Regions from separate parts of the Xenopus tropicalis genome. Here region 1 is linked to region 2. Evidence: chromatin contacts called from public Hi-C data. All regions are on one chromosome and are shown on one strand. The core of a region is the stretch at or near the end of the contact, and the rest is flanking DNA. Distances in the headings are between cores, read along the strand shown. Region 1 holds the start of dmrt3 (doublesex and mab-3 related transcription factor 3). Region 2 holds the start of dmrt2 (doublesex and mab-3 related transcription factor 2).

Region 1 (5,480 bases), core at 1,656-4,155, 140 kb before region 2:
CTGTTTCAGTCGGGCAAGACAAACAGTGAGCGGTTCTGGAGACTTCACAGCCTCGCCTAGTCTCTCCTGCATGTTCATCCTGTGCATAATCCCTGTGACATTTATATTCTGTAATAGATAATATAGAAAGTCAAACAATGAAAATTATATCCGAGCAAAGGAAGCGCCAGAGATTCTTCCCTTCGGGTGTAGCCAGAGTTTTCCTAATGAATATCCCCATCAGCCAGACCCTGAGCTAGCAGAGACTCCTATTGGTTTGGGGGATTTTTCCGGAGAGAAGGAAGTAGTACAGACCTGGACTGGCAATCTGTAAGCTCTGGCAAATGCCAGGGTGGCTGCCAGTGTTGGACTCCAAGCTATTTTTCATCCACTTCTTATTATTCAGATTTTCCTAGTTTATTTAGTCTTAGTTGCTTTGTTCCCATAGAAAAATAAGTAATTTCCATGAGTTAGGCCAAATGGCTAGAAGCAGGAGGCCCACTGACACCTGGGCCCACTTGGAAATTTCATGGTGTCCCTGTGGCCCAGTCTGACACTGGTGGTTGCTGTAAAAAGCCATGGATAGTCTCTATGTATTGGGCCTGTGGGGGGTTTTTTTGTGCTTCTGTGCTCTTGAAATGCCAGGGCCTATCATGAATCTCAGTCCTGACATGCAGAAGTCAAATAGGTACAACTTGGGATTTTTGCATCCTGTCTGCAGCACTCACTGAATCTGATCGTATAAATAGCTTAGCTGGTGGGTGAATGTGCTCAGTTCCCTTATTGGGTTCAACTGTGTATGTAGCCAATATATTGCTCCCCACCCCGGATGCACCAACCCCCAGATGCAAGTATATCGGTATTCATTCGGTTCCAAATTAAAGCGTATAATAAACAATATGAAACAATTCCACAAAGTTGATGCCAGTAATAGATTTATTATATGAAACCCCAGGCGCTCCTGGCACATCCGACTAAATGGGGATTTATATAGAGACATAAAGCTAGCTGCAGCCTGGCCTATATTCTCATATCTCCACATCTCTATGCTTCTAGTAGCGCGTTGGATACAGAGGTGCAGCAGGGAACTGGGGGCTGCAATATATATCACACTTTCCCTAAATTCCAGGGACAGTCCCTGTTCTTTCACTTGGTATAGAAAGTGACCAACTACATAACTGCATTTCAATGACTGTAGGACTGGACATTATTTTTCAATTTCTGCGGCATGGGATTTACAGAGTTAATATCATAAGCATAAATTTACTATCGAATCTGCACGTTGCCTTTTTACACCTCACTTCTTAATTCCAAGTTCAGGCCAGAGAGGGACGGACCCTGCTAAGGTAATTGGGAAGCCTGGGCGAAGATTCTTACTATAGACATTTGCCAGCAATCTTACAGCAATGGATGGAATACTATTCTCTGGGCACAGACAGTTTCTGCACTTGCTGCTGCCTGCTAAGGCACATTTAAACCATAAATAGTGAAGGGTGTGATGTATTTTCTTCGGCCTATAACAAGATCTGGTGCTAAGTTGGAAGAAAAGTTCCCACACTGCTTTCAAACTGACCGACTACTTCCCAATATATAAACAATTCATCATTGTAATTCTTTTAATATTGGCTTCGCCATTATTACTTGGATATATTTATTATAGCTAGATAATAGATAGATGATAGATAGATAGATAGATAGATAGATAGATAGATAGATAGATAGATAGATAGATAGATAGAGACAGACAGACAGACAGACAGACAGACAGACAGACAGACAGATAGATAGATAGATAGATAGATAGATCATAGATAAACCATAGATAGATGATAGATGATGATAGATAGATAGATAGATAGATAGATAGACAGAGACAGACAGACAGACAGACAGACAGACAGATAGATAGATAGATAGATAGACAGATCATAGATGATAGATAGATATAGATAGATAGATAGATAGACAGACAGACAGATAGATAGGTAGATAGATCATAGATGATAGATAGATGGATAGATAGATAGATAGATAGATAGATAGATAGACAGACAGACAGACAGACAGACAGACAGATAGATAGATAGATAGATAGATAGATAGATAGATGATAGATGATAGATAGATGATGATAGATAGATAGATAGATAGATAGATGGATAGATGATGATAGATAGATAGATAGATAGATAGATAGATAGATAGACAGATGATAAATAGATAGATGGATACATAGATGATTGATAGATGGATAGTTATAGATATATATAGAGAGATATAGATAGATCGTAACTACTTCCTTATATATAAACAATTCATAATTGTAATTTTTTTAATATTGGCTTCCCCATTACTACTGGGATATATTTTTTATAGATAGATAGGTAACTAGATAGATAGACAGGTTGATGGATAGATATAGATAGATATATATAGTTGCACATAGGACTGTTGGTCAGTATGAAAGTAGGCTGCTTCCATAATGGGACCTCAGTTCCCCAGAGACTCCCGGCCAGGCAGGGTACCTTCCCAACTGTGCTGTGAGTACTGACGAAAGGGGGCGGTACCGTTTAGTGGGCGGGGCAAGCCATGGGGTATTGGGAGGTGTTGAAGGGAAAGGAAGCTGCCTGCCATTCAGGGAGACTGAAGCAGAGACCGGGCACCTGCACTCAGATACAGAGGGGCACACACTGACCCCAGCTCCATCTCCCCGGCATGGCAGACCACAAGCACGCAATCCCCCCACACCTGCCATAGCCAATGCCCGCAAATCCTGCCCTTAAAGAGAAGGAAGAAGGGGCAGCGTGGCAGCCGCCCTGCCAGGAGACAGTGAGTGGCGGGAGGCACCGATCTGAATTGAACTCATTGTTGCAGCTACTTCGGAGCCAAAGTCCCAGCGCCCTTATGTAGGGAGGTTTGTGGGTGCTACCCGCTCACATACACCTGCACCCCAGAGCCATGAATGGTTACGGTTCTCCATACCTGTATATGGGGGGCCCAGTGTCTCAGCCCCGGGCCCCCCTGCAGAGGACCCCCAAATGTGCCCGCTGTAGGAATCACGGCGTCCTTTCCTGGCTGAAAGGGCACAAACGTTACTGTCGCTTTAAGGACTGTACCTGCGAGAAGTGCATCCTCATCATAGAGCGGCAGAGAGTGATGGCTGCCCAGGTGGCACTGCGGAGGCAACAGGCCAACGAGAGCTTGGAAAGCTTGATCCCAGACACACTCAGGGCAGTGCCGGGTCTGACTTCCAGCCTGGCCACAGACACAGCCCAGCAGCCTGGCCGCCCTGGAGAGATTGGCATCCGATGGGCACAGGAGGCTCCCCCTACCCTACCGCTCTCAGTGAAGGCAGGTGGGTATCACAGACAAATGACAGTGTGTATGGCATCTGCATGGGTATGCTTTCAAATCCAAATAGGCATCATCTTTAGTGCAATGGGTATAAAAGTAATGGTACCAAGGGGATGAAAGATTGTTTAATTACAGACTGGGTGGATCATTGCTGAGGGAATAGGGCATCAATTTAATGCAACCTGCTTCTTTCATAGAAACACGGGGCCATTCGATATTTGTATACAACTGAATGAATTTAATGACCTGGACAGGAATATTCAGTTTTCACTTTAACTGCCGACGTTATCAGCTGTCAAAGCAAACCCTTGCTTGTCATTAGCCTTACAACAGGACTCTCTGCGCATCAGGAAGTGGAAAAGGAAACTTAGCAACAAACCTTGCCTCTTCCCTTAGGGCTTATATAGGCAGTTTGGTTGGTAGCAAACATTTCTGTTGATTCGTGGTAGGGGTCGCCCGGTCCCGCCAAGTTCTCCTAAATGTGTTACTTTTATATTGCTTTTTATGCGATCAACACTGTACATAATGAAAAAAACTTTGAACAATAGTTTGTAAAAGGTTCCTCAGTACTGCCATGTTTGTTCAGCCAAATCACATTTCTGTGCATTTTTGTGGAAAGACACATAGATTGTACCCCTCGCACAGATAGGCAGGTGAAATAGGGCCACTAATCATAAACATATATGGCTGTCATATGTCTTATTCTTATATTAGGGTAAAGACACACTGGGCTACTAGTAGCAGCTACTTTTAAGGCTACTAAACTCCAGAAAATACCCTGCCATAGACAATAGTGAGAATTGTCTCTGCTAAAACACACGTAGAGACAATTATTAGTAATTGCATTGATCAGCAATGTCTTTTTTAGTAGCCACACAAGTGGCTGCTACTAGTAGCTCCGTGTGTCTTCACCCTTATACTGTGCTGTCAAATTCGCTTATGTAACGAAATAACAAATCTTACGAATCTTACGAAACTTACGATTCGTTATATTTAACAATTTTAAGAATGAAAAAATAAAAATATGCGGTTTACATAAGTTTCATCACCCAAAATGTAATATTGTATAGCGTCAGGTTTTGCTACAACTGCAGCTTTAAAGCTTTTGCTTTTTAGCCCATGCTTCAAGAGGAATTTTCTACATGTTTTTTTTTTTAATTAATACTACATATTCTTTGTTGGACTGAGATTAAGGCTATTACTGGGCCATTACAGTACAGTCACCTTTTTGATACTGAGCCTCTCCAGTATTACTTTGGGTTATGTTTGGAATTGCACTAGATGGGGCAAATTGCACTAGTGCTGTAACAATTTTCTTTTACTTTTCTTTTTGACTTGTAATGTAATGACTGATTGGTTGCCTTGGGGTACTTCACTTTTTAGCAGTCAAATATGTTTGCAGTATTTCCTTGTAATATTACTTTTAACAATAGATACATCTTGGTCTTGGTCCCATCTGACCACAAAATATATTCGTTCATGGCAACTGGGGAACTCACATGCTTTATGGCAAACATTAGATGAGTTTCTAATACTCTATTTTTAGTAATATCTTCTTTTATGCCACTTTTCTTTTATGCCATACAGGCCAGTGTTATGGTCGGCTAAAACCTACAGTGGAGTATTCTGTGTCAAAGCCCTGATGTTAATCCATTTGAGAATCTGTGCAATTATTTAAAAAAATTCAGATGGACAAGTATCCTTTCTCTAAACTGAACAAATTAAAGCAAATCTGGCTGGAAATACTGGCCAGAGTCAGGCCAAACATTGTGCAAAGCTGGTACATACCCTTAGAAACATAACAGCTGTTATTGCTACAGCAAAACATTGCCGAGAATTTGTACAAACAGAATATTATGGAAACAAAATATTACTGACTACTTAAACACAGTTTTCTTATTTTCTAACATAGAACAATGTCACGCTAAAATGAACTAAATCTAATTTTTGATTTTTGAATTCAGTAAAATAGAGGAGAGAATTGGCCAATGGTGTGAATACTTTTGTAATGCACTGAATATGTAGAAAATGACATAGTTATAGGCCAGGAATAACTTCGTATTCTGCAGAATAAGACGGAAGTAAAATCGCTCATACATATATTATTTTATATAGGAATAGTTTGTTTTTTTCCCTAAGTGAATAGT
Region 2 (5,645 bases), core at 2,081-4,580:
TTTTTTTTTTAGTAGTTTCTGAATATGTATTGTGGTAATGCCAGAGAGGGAAACTTAAAAGGGACAATTTATCAAAATGTAAGTTTAGAGCTTAATACATAATTAATAGAATATGGAGTTTTATGTATTAAACTCTAAACTCATGTTTTGATAAATCTGCCCCAACCTGTTTTAAAACCTAAACATTTTCTAACTCTCAATCTTGTTTAGTAAAACTGCATCAATACCATGAATGAATGAGGAAGCAGAGGCAATCAGTAATATAACAACATCCTTTGTTTATGTATAAGTAAAGTATATATAATATACAGAGAGGGAATGTTCTATGCACACAGCATGGCTTACTGAGAATGGTTTGGGTTATCAAAGTGTGGGAAAAGCTCTTCCGAAAATTCTTAGAAACATATTTCCACACCCATTCCTTTAAAACAAAAATAGTCTTTTAACACTCTTCATAATTTATTATTCCCCCCACCCCTACCTTTCCTTATATATATTCTTTGGATGCCATGCCATTCATAAGGCTCCCCCTAGGCAAGCTGTTAAATTTGAGAACTATGGCAGCTTTTATGGAAATATTCTACTCCCACAGTGCAGTCCAAATTCTCCAGATTTATCATAGCGGTAGTTAAATCATTTGCGCAGTTCTGGGCGGATTTTATTATGATGGCGCAACGCCTAACGAATTGTTCCGAAAATAATAATACAAATGTTACTTGGCAGTTGTATTGTACCGAATAGAGTTATTATTAATTGACGAGCATGAAGTTACTTATGGTTATAGTTCCCAACACTCTTAATACTTAAAAGGATGATACATAATTGTGTAGAAGCTTCATCCTTCCTTCACAGAAAGAAATAATAAGGTGATGTCGACAAAAAAGAAAGAATTCAAATTAACCCCAGACGAATATATTTTAGACCTTGCGGGCCAATATGCTCATTTTGTTGTTGTGGCAGAGAGCTCCGCTTTGTATGTATTTGGTGCTGCTGGTCACCTGTCACTGAGCTGCACACTGTGGGGACTGAGCATTGCGCTTTATGCGATCACATCTGTGGGAGATGCTTTTGTTACATTATTACAAATAAAAGCAACCGCTACAAAGTAATTTGATTTCTGGGAATTCTGTGGCGCTCAGTATATTTGTGTTTCAAATACAAAGTCGTTTCTTTCTGTCTCACTTTATAGTCTGGAATCTATAAATCTTGTTCTTGTGTCTTACAATGTACAGTCAAGGGATTGTATTTACTTAATCACTGCGCTGCACAGAACCGTTTGCGTAGAGAAAGCATTAGAGGCTATACAGTAATTAAACCCCTATATAAGCATTTCAGACATGAATTACAGGAGAATAGCCTAGGGCTGCCCAGACGGTAAGTCCTTTACGTGGAGACAGGGCTTCCATACCATTCACACCGAACACAAGGAACTGCCTGAGCTGTCTGTATAGAAATCCTACAGAAGCAGCGATCTAATGCTTGGTCTGTGTAGCAGCAAAGACTCTGCGATTGACAACTTTTCCGGCCCATTTATAATACACTATAAAACTATACTATACTATGCAACTATACTATACTATACAAAAATAAACATAAAAAATAAACATTTAATAAAATTAAAAGAATGGCTGAAGCCTGACTTCCATTAAGTTGTACCCCATTATTACCAATCTGGTTTGAAAGATCAGATTCAATGACATAGTACAGAATAGCGTAAAGTTACATTATTGGAATCATTACTCGCAAAGTAGTTGTAGCTATTTACAAACAAGTGGGATTTTGCCCTAGTGTTGCACAGTGTTGCACCAGGGGGTGAGAATCGCCCTCTCCTGCTTTGTGCTACATTAATATGGGCTGGCATACTGAATGCCAGTGTTTGCACCTGCTGGCACCTTCCTGGCACACAGGGCTACAGCCGGCATTGTATATGTTTGGGTATCCCATATCAGCATAGTTAGCCAGGGGCACTCAGCTCTGACTTCAGTACCAAGTTTACTGTACACAAAGCAAAATTGTGGGTTGAAATGTTTTCTATTTCAGATAACGATTTATCTCAAGTTCTCCCGGTTCAGAGAATGCAGTTTTACTTATTTCTTTGTTTTCACTGTATATAAAACACCTGCTCCTCTCCTTATCTGTAAACTTGCTGATGCCCATAACATGGTTTAAACTTGCAGCAACCTGCAGATTGTTCAAGTTAGTGAGCGCAAACCTAATGAATGTGTTCCCATCATCTTAGACTTTGCCCAGTAACTGACCGTGACTACCAGCAAATACATATTTCGTTAGAATTCGAAGCATATTATTCATACATGAGAAATACACAAATAAATAAGCGTGTCTATTAAGTAGAATAATAATACTTTTATGTGGGTGTGCTATGTAAATGTGTCCTACATGTAGACAATATTCCCACTTGCTGGCTTTGTTTTATTTTTTTTAGCAATGTTATTCTTGCTTGTGGTTTGGGTAGGAAAAAGGGTGGGGTCCTCTAACTATATCGAAACACTGAATTGAAAATGTTTAGTTGGCGAAATTGATCCGACTTATGACTGGTATTTACTCAGAATGGAAAGGTGACAGCCACACGATAGCGGTGTATTTTCTCCCTCTGACACAAATGTAAACGGTGCCCTAAATAATATGAAAATTTGCAAGTACCAAAATCCACCTTCCTGCCCCCTTGTCACGTTCCTGTTGCTTTATGGAAAGTATGAGTTATTGAAAAATCTGCATAAATACTAAAGAAGGTTTAATCATTACAATTCACTCCACTTACAATATATTTGTTCTATTCAAGTTAATGGCTTGGGTGATTTACAACGTTTAAAGAGAATTGCCTGTTGGGTGAGGTATGGCACCATAACTTTCCTCTGCTTGGGGTAAATCGGACTCACTTGATGAAACAAATGTTTCTTTTGTTCTTCTTTGTTGCCCCTGTTTTAATTTCTTTGTGCTCTTTATGGATTGCAATCTAGAGGCATATTTACAACATACAATTCCATCCTCGGGCTATTTATAACTGTGGGCGCATATTTTTTGCAAACAATGTCTGTAGATACAGGAGATAAAAAAGGGCTAACGGCGACTGTTGCTAATGTCAGCGCCCAAAATCACTGCTGCAAGGGCAGGAGGAGGGGCTTGTACTTGGCAGGGAAGGGCTTTCTCGACGTTAATGACCAATAAAACTTGTCCTGCCCTTTCAAGCAGCCAATCAGCGCGGAGAAACGCCAAACCCTCCGCTTATTCTGTAAGAGCGCTGTGAGTGCTGAGTGCCAGGGGCTATTAAAGCTCCCACACTGACTCCCTGCTAGAAACAGGCTAGTAACCAGCGGATTAGCAGCTCCATCTCTCTGCCGGGGGCACCAACCTGGATCCTAGGAACATTCTGACCCAGATCTGCACACAGCAGTGGAGGAAATATTCCACTTCTACTGGAGCCGCAACATCTGCTGATCGCTGTCAGTGAGCGCAACTTGCCCGGATCGGATCTGGCACCACCTGGCGCAGGTAAATTACAGTCCCTCACTGGGATCATGGGGCTAGTTGTGTATTGGGTGTTTGTATCGCTGCATGTTTGGGCTGTGTGTTTGCTGATGATCCCCAACAAGGAAAGAAAATACAAAATAAGTCTAAGTTCATGAGAATGAAGTGGTAGATCCTTCTGTAACTAGAAATGTTACCGTTCAGCGAGGCGGCGCTGCTGGCATGTGTGTGCTTTAGCTTAGTTGTATCAATGCACAGAGTTCACCAAACATATTTATTATTTTTATTATTTAATTCATATAACTAGGCGAATGTAACGCACATTCTGCGGTGATACCTCTACTTTAATTCTCCTTTCTCTCGGGGCTCTGTGTGTTTTTATAGTCACGCTTGGAGTTTGTTTATAGACAAATTGTATGTATTTGTATGGTGAAGTGAGGGACAGTGGGGCACAGCAAGAAATTGTCAGGGAGAGAAACTATACAGCTCCCTTGTAATAATATACCTAATAATAGATTAGATAGATAGATAGATAGATAGATAGATAGATAGATAGATAGATAGATAGATAGATAGATAGATAGATAGATACAGTAGATAGATAGATAGATAGATAGATAGATAGATAGATAGATAGATAGATAGATAGATACAGTAGATAGATAGATACAGTAGATAGAAAGATGATAGATAGATAGATAGATAGATAGATAGATGATAGATAGCTAGATAGATAAATAGATACAGTAGATAGATACAGTAGATAGATAGATACAGTAGATAGAAAGATGATTGATAGATAGATAGATAGATAGATAGATGATAGATGGATATAAAGCAGTGGGTGAGTGACTAGGTATGAAGATAATAATATAATGATCTGTGGGCAGAGAGATAGAAACATAACACTGATACTGAAACGCTTTTGGTTGCTCTGTCCATAGGTAAAGAGAGTAGAGCCGGGGAGCAGGACCTGCCTGGAGTCCGAGGGCAGCTGGAGATGTACGAGATGAAGGCACCTGCCCCGTCCTCTTCCTCCTCCAACCCTTCCTCTTCTCCTCTGTCCTCCTACTGTTCATCCTTGGCCGGGGACTCAGAGATAGACGTGGAGAGCCTGGAGCTGGAGGGAGATGGGCAGCCTGAGCTCTGCAGGGCAAGGCACCTCGATGAAGAAGATGAAGATGAGGAGGAGCAGGAAGGGGCTGATGGTGCCCCGGTCAGTAAAGGGGAGCAACAGAAGGCCAATGAAAAAGGAGGCGAGCAAAGGAAGCTGAGCAGGACCCCCAAATGTGCCAGATGCAGGAACCACGGGGTCGTGTCCTGTCTAAAGGGCCACAAACGATTCTGCCGCTGGAGGGACTGCCAGTGTGCTAACTGCCTGCTGGTGGTTGAGAGGCAACGTGTCATGGCTGCACAGGTGGCACTCAGGAGGCAGCAGGCCACAGAGGTGAGTGCCAAGGGACATATACACACAGTGTCACCTTCCTGTCTGGTGCCATCTCAGATCTGCCCAATATACATTACTGCAATGTAATCGCCTGTGGCTGTGATGTGTCAGGCTAAAATGCCTTCCGAAATAATATTATTGTTCTGCTGCATGTAGAGAATTAGGCATAATCTTACAGGCTCATTCTGGGGTAGTATCACTTACCTGCCTGTATCACTGAATGCAGGAACATGCCATTGCCTGGAAGTGCCATCATACCAGTTTATCTAGTACTTCTAGGTCGGTCCTCTTATCCAGAACACCCAAAAGGTGTTCTGAACGTCCAGTGGGCCTGGAGTAACAAACTTAATAGATGGATTTCTGAATTCACCTCATAGCACCAATACTTTGCATGACAAATGAATGGGTTACACATAATATATACGATAGCAATGTAACTGAATTATTAGAATTACTATGTAGTATGAATACTGTTATTTGTTGAAAATAGAAGTGGTAATAGTAAAATCAAAATAGCTTTAGCTTGGGCTAGTTTTTTTTTATCATATAAACAGATGAGCAACAAGAAACCGTTTGGCAGCTCCAACCTACCGGATTTACATTGTTTGGTTCTCTGCATTATTCCAGATGCCTGGGATCAAATGTACTCGCTTGTACTACCATACATTGGCTACAGCAGATGCCAGCAAGTGCCAGGCACATTGACTGGTTA

The links. Hi-C and Micro-C count contacts between places; a contact is called where the count stands out from the background.
Region 1: a contact with region 2 is called in a Hi-C map of neurula embryo, with 3 times the contacts expected there. The contact joins the promoter of dmrt3 here to the promoter of dmrt2 in region 2. A contact is called at or near these places in 3 of 5 Hi-C or Micro-C datasets (gastrula embryo, neurula embryo and tailbud embryo).

What each region holds. Positions count from the first base shown.
Region 1 is chr1:128,688,071-128,693,550 of UCB_Xtro_10.0, reverse strand. dmrt3 (doublesex and mab-3 related transcription factor 3) reads left to right here and starts at 2,905. Exons shown (of 2, transcript NM_001256220.2): 1 at 2,905-3,334. The coding sequence starts at 2,938.
Region 2 is chr1:128,546,214-128,551,858 of UCB_Xtro_10.0, reverse strand. It overlaps dmrt2 (doublesex and mab-3 related transcription factor 2), which reads left to right and starts at 3,330. Exons shown (of 4, transcript NM_001100256.1): 1 at 3,330-3,510; 2 at 4,431-4,933. The coding sequence starts at 4,487.